Linked DNA regions of Zea mays: region 2 is linked to region 1. Evidence: chromatin contacts called from public Hi-C data. All regions are on one chromosome and are shown on one strand. Each heading gives the region's core, a stretch centred on a gene start, on an enhancer-like site or on the middle of the called end of the contact. The rest is flanking DNA. Distances are from core to core; before and after follow the strand shown.

What was found. A called contact is a pair of places that touch in the nucleus more often than the background predicts.
Region 2: a contact with region 1 is called in a Hi-C map of tassel, with 5 times the contacts expected there. The contact joins the promoter of LOC541991 here to the enhancer-like site in region 1. A contact is called at or near these places in 8 of 25 Hi-C or Micro-C datasets (ear, endosperm, leaf and 3 more).

What each region holds. Positions count from the first base shown.
Region 1 is chr7:5,698,136-5,701,185 of Zm-B73-REFERENCE-NAM-5.0, reverse strand. No RefSeq gene overlaps it. Among protein-coding and RNA genes, the nearest start is that of LOC109940914, 24 kb to the right of the region's middle. Within about 2 kb of position 1,530, at least 19 of the 20 cell types and tissues checked have an H3K27ac peak or open chromatin away from gene starts, as enhancers often do. A contact at or near this core is called in ear, endosperm, leaf and 2 more, where this site is marked.
Region 2 is chr7:5,740,063-5,742,959 of Zm-B73-REFERENCE-NAM-5.0, reverse strand. LOC541991 (glutathione transferase 6) reads left to right here and starts at 1,472. Exons shown (of 2, transcript NM_001153314.1): 1 at 1,472-1,977. The coding sequence starts at 1,654. It also overlaps the pseudogene LOC109940828.

The DNA.
Region 1 (3,050 bases), core at 281-2,780:
TGGTGGAAGAGCATGATCAAACTTCTTCCCAACTTCAAAGGACTGGCTATCCCTGTTATTGGCAATGGAGGCTCAATTTCGTTCTGGGATGATCAGTGGAGTCAGAGCATCCCGAGGCAGAATTTTCCTGAGCTTTTCTCCTTTGCCAAAAACACAAAACCGACTGTGAAAGAGGCCAAGGAGCAGGAGCAGTTTGATGGTTTCTTTCATTTGCCTATCTCTGAACAAGCGTATGATCAGTTTCTGGTGCTGAAGGGGACTTGGGGGCAAATTGTCCTCAGTGACGCCCATGATCGTTGGCGATACATTTGGGGATCTGACAAATTCTCTTCTCAAAAAGCTTACAGATTTTTTATGGGACAGACGCAGATTCACTCTATTTACAGACTTTTATGGAAAAGCAAATGTCAGCCTAAACATAGAGTCTTCTATTGGCTGTGGCTCAAGAATAGGCTAAACACCAGAGATATGCTGAGAAGGAGAAACATGGAACTGGATTCCTATTCTTGTGAAAACTGTCTTTGGCAAAGAGAGGAGACTCTCTATCACCTGTTTCTCAGATGCAATTTCGCGAAAGCTTGCTGGAACTCAATTGGCATTACTCCGCCCAGAATCTCTAACCCTGAGGTGGCAGCTGCGAACCTTAACCACCAGCTTAACGTCCCCTTCTCTATGGAGATTATTATTCTCATGACTTGGAGCATCTGGAAAAGTCGAAACGAGTGGTTGTTTTCAAACAAAGACCCTTCGGTGCACCGTTGTACGCAGGAATTCAGCAAAGAGCTGCGATTGATCATGCACAGAGCGCGGGGGAAATTTGACACCTCTATCCCGAATTGGCTGAGCCTGTGGCAGGCATAGGAGTAGTGTTCCCTTTTATTTACTTCTTAACGTTTGTAAAAAGACCTTGTCTTAACGTTTTTGTTTCGCTTACTTAATAAAATTCTTCAGCAGGGGCATCCCCTACTGATTCTGTCAAAAAAAAAAATAAAGACTAAAGTCCACGTACGTACTTTTCCACGCGGGGACAACAATTTTCCGTGGCCTCATCAGTTTCGACTCAAGATAAGGAGTTGTCGGAAGTTTTTTTTCTTTCTTTCTTCTTTTTTTTGGTCTTTGCTAAAAGAAACCGCATCGTAAATGTGTTTGCTAAAACTGTTAGATTATTTGTAACACTAACAGCTTAGTGTCCTATATATGTTGTAGGTATTTTGTGATCTCGATTTTTGCGACTAAGCGCATATATTTTTTTTGTGAGGTGTTATGTAAGTTTATTCCCCTTCTAATATATTGGAGCGGTAAGTCTTTTGTCACTCCCTTTCAAAAAAAAAATGTGTGGTCGATCGATGTGTTTACCAAACTGTTAGAAAATGATTGATTGATTGGATCATAGGAAGAAAACAAAGAAGGCAATTAGCAGTGTGTCGGGGGATTTGATTGGATCGGATATTCGGATCCAATGCAATACCACACGATTGCTAGCTCATCCGTGTAGGCTAGAATGGGCCACGCCGGCCGGACTGGGCCGCACGCGCGCGCATCTCTTTCAGCCCCTAGATAGTACACGTAACGTCTCCCTTGTCTGCAGCTGCATCACCCAAACACCATCACTGTTCCTTCGTCAGGAAATTATTAGAGCTCATGGTCATGGCCAACTGCATGCATGGGGAGGCTTTGTGTGCGATTGTACTGGATGGAGTTGGAGGCTTGCAAAGTCTCTAAGGTTGTCTCTAGCAGATTACTCATCACATCTTCTATCTTATTATTCTCTTCGTTTTTTTAGTTGTCGCTGGATAGTTTAATTTTACACTATCCAGCGACAACTAAAACGAAACGGAGGAAGTGCACCGTAAACAGTATAGTCTACCGTAGAAAATAGTGTTCTTACGCGACCATATGCATAGCCTAAGATGGCGGCAGGGATCGATGCATGTGACGCTACAGGCAGTGCGAAAAAAAAAAGGGCAGCAGCGAGATGGTGTATATGATCGATCATATCAGAAAGGAAAGAAAGAAAGTGAGAGGCCGATGCAATGCAACCCAACCCACCGCCCACCGGCGGCCAGGCCTGCCTGTTCGACTGTTGCCTGTAGTGTTGGCGAAGAGCAGAGCCGAGCAGATCCCTCATGCGATGCTGTGTTGGGCGCCACGCTCATGCTCATGCACAGGCACAGGCACAAACACACACGGGGCCCTCCACGCACACGGACACACCACGCTCGTACGTACATGCACTGACTGAACGTCGATCATGCCGTCGCTTCTGCTGTCAGCAACTGTTGCCGCACGCACAGCCACCCCCTTTGGCCTGCTGCTGCTGCTTTCGCATCACCGCACGCACACCATGCATGTCACGAGAAAATACATGAATGGTAACGGTTGCACGCCAAATAAACCCAAACACGTACGGCCGCCCGCTGCAGAACTCAACGGTGATGTTGTACGAGACACTAGACTACCAGACGACGAGCCAAGTTTGGCGACTCTGCAAGTGTTTTCTGGCACAACTAGTAATAACGGTGTACGGCTGTCCGTACGACGCACAGTGCGCAGAGAGACGCCGTACGCCTACGCGCGCATGCATGCATGCATCGTGTATTCATGCACCCAAACCGAAAGCCTAATTCACATGACGTGTTTGAACCCGCTTCAGCACGGACCGCGCACACTACTACGCCCACGCGTACAATTCTTTGCCGGCAGGGCATCTCCATTATTAGTCATCCTATAGCCAAAATGTTGTGCGCGGCGGACCATGTAGAATGGTGGATTTATGCCATGAATTATAACATTTATATAGTGAAGTTTGAAATATATGATGATATAGGATAGCTGATAGAGACGGCCTAAAAGTACCACAAAAATAGAGAAAAAGGAGTATAGGCATAAGACTGTTAGATCAAGATATCGATATGGTTGCATGCACATGTAGTATTTATAGGCGTTTGATCTGTCTACTCATAATACCCTACATCATCTATATTACTGATGGTTAGATGCAACTGTGAGTAGGGTTTCAGTATATACTCAGGTAGACCTGATCACGGGCT
Region 2 (2,897 bases), core at 223-2,722, 42 kb before region 1:
ATTTGATTGGAGCTTTTAGGTTGTGTAATGAACACGAGCTGAATTCGCTACTGAACATCACCCCTCCACCATGGGGGAGAGGGGTAAAAAGGAGCCCGACCGACGCCCCCTCTCAGGTTGCATGAGAAATCGGGTCCCTGCGACCTCCCAAGGTACCAATCACTCGAAATCTTGGTGAGCGCTAGGTTTCAAGCCGACTCGAGTACTCCTATCGAGAAACTGTGCGCACAATGAGGATCTAGGGCTACATGAGACAGGGGAGGGGAAGTGGCGACGAACTTGACATGGCTATCCTGTCCTCCTCCTCTCTCTTCCCTCCTCCTCCACCAGGCCTGTTGAGTCTGGCCTTGGCCTGGTCGACGCGATAAATAATAGCATATTTGGTTGAGCTTTTTTCTGACCAACTTTTCTGAAAATCTGGCTGTGAGGAGAATCTAGCTGTATAGAGAATCTGAGTATCATTAGGATTACGTGCGGAGGAAGATAATCTGGCTGTGACGGATTCCTACTATTGCAATGACTCAACCGATTATGTGTTTACGTTGATTTTGAATGGTTTTTGCCCAAACGAATTGTATAGAAGCTGGCTGAAAAGCTGAGCGTTTGACAGTCCGCAACAGCTTTTAGTGGCCAGAAGCTGCAAAAAGCTGAAACAAACAGGGGATTGCGCTCTTCACGGGAAATTTCACCGGTTAGCTTCTTTCTCGCCACCACTCCATCTGCTGGCGATCCAACAACACGCCCCCGCCCTGTCCCCTCCAACCTTCCCTCCCGATCTGGTTGCACGCACACGCCCCGTTCCCTCCATCCTCTGCTTCACAATCCGTCTGCATGCTTCCACCCAGTTTGGATTTCGCGTTATGGTTCTCGTCGTTGGATCTACCACCACAGGAGACCTGGGAAGTTGTATCGTACGTCATGGATGACCAGACGGTTAGACATAGTGGCATACAGAGTGGACGACCCGAGACATGACAGACCATGGTGAGTATTGTCCATGTTGCCACAAAGACCGTGGCAGGACGCACCGTAGAGGGTGTGCCGCCACAGTGCCACTCTTCGAATTGCTGGGGCCAGATAGCCCGGGACTGTGCATGATGCTAACACAGCTACACATGTAGTGTCCAACAGACGCCCCGGATTGTATATACTCATGCTACTAGACATTGGAATCTTTTCAAGTCCCTTTACCTTGCCCTTACCATTATAATCAAATGGTATGCTCTCATATTTATTCTTGAGAAAGTAGTTCATTAGTGAAGTGCTGTCTGCTGTGTAACTGATACTAAATTTTGAGCCCAGAATGTGCACAGAATTTGACTAAATTTGGTCCAAAAATGTCTAATAAGTTTGGGTATTCAAATCAGAATAATACCCTTCACAAAAGTGGTCGCAGTAGGTAACGAGATCAAAATAAAGGACCCTTCTCGGTCGAGACTGTAGTATACCAAAAACCAAAGTAGCTGTCGTCACTGATGACCACAGGTGGCCGGCCGAACAAACCCTCGGCACGATCGCCTGCCTCCATAAATCTCCCTCTTCACTTCAGGCGAAAAGGATCAACCAAACCCTCTAATCCATTTCGGCATTTCCAACGCCTTCGCCCTACCAGCCACGTCGCTTCGAGGCCGATCGACCGAGCAGCTGGTGGCAATGGCGGCGGCGGCGGAGGTCGTGCTGCTGGACTTCTGGGTGAGCCCCTTCGGGCAGCGCTGCCGGATCGCGCTGGCGGAGAAGGGCGTGGCCTACGAGTACCGCGAGCAGGACCTCCTGGACAAGGGCGAGCTGCTCCTCCGCTCCAACCCCATCCACAAGAAGATCCCCGTCCTGCTCCACGCCGGCAGGCCCGTCTGCGAGTCGCTCGTCATCCTCCAGTACATCGACGAGGCCTGGCCGGACGTCGCGCCGCTCCTCCCCAAGGACGACCCCTACGCCCGCGCGCAGGCGCGTTTCTGGGCCGATTACATCGACAAGAAGGTGACTGCTTCCTGCTTGTCGGTTTCTATACGCATGCATGTCTCTTGTCTCCTTTCAGTTGTCTTGTAAGATGATTTTCTCACAAAAAAAAAAAGATTCTTGCTTCGGTTTCTATCGATCGAAAATCTAACTAGGGTGGTAAATCCATCGTTAGATCCATTACTAAATAATTATTCCGTCCTAAAATATTAACCGTTTTAGCATTTTAATATATTCATACAATACAATATTTAGTATATATATGTGTTATATATAGAGAGATTTATTAGCATACATACATTTGAATATATACATAAAATTTAAGGACTAAAATGGACCACCAGGCCCACAATTGCTTGGAAATGATTTAAATTTAGGAATATGACAAAATAAGCTGTAAAGCAGTCACCTTTCTAACTTTTATTAGGTACACTAGTGCTAGTTAGTTGGAAAATTGGTGCAACAACTATAGGTGCCTTGCCACTTCAGCAATGTTTCGGAACAATAAACATATATCCTGTGCGAAAGATCGCTGCTTTACTACGAGTGTAAGTGCGCCACGAATTTTTTTTTTGGCGAAGATCCCTACGAATGCTTACGAGAGACATTTATTCACCATCTCCGTTCTCCATAAGAATAAATCTCCAACAGTGTGATCCTCATTCTCACTTAAATTATATTTATTATCAATACAAAACATTGTCACTTATATATATTGTAGATATAAGAAATCACTATGTGTACAAAATGAACACATTTGTACGATAAGTGATCTCTTGGTAAGATAATTATTTATTTTTATCATTAACTAGTACACGAAAATATCGTTATATGCCAGTTTAACGGGTCTTCGTGGAGAATAGGGATGAGGAATGCTTTCTCGTTCCCGTTTATCCGTCGAAGGGGAGAAATTTCCGGTTTACATCTCTATCCCATGATGA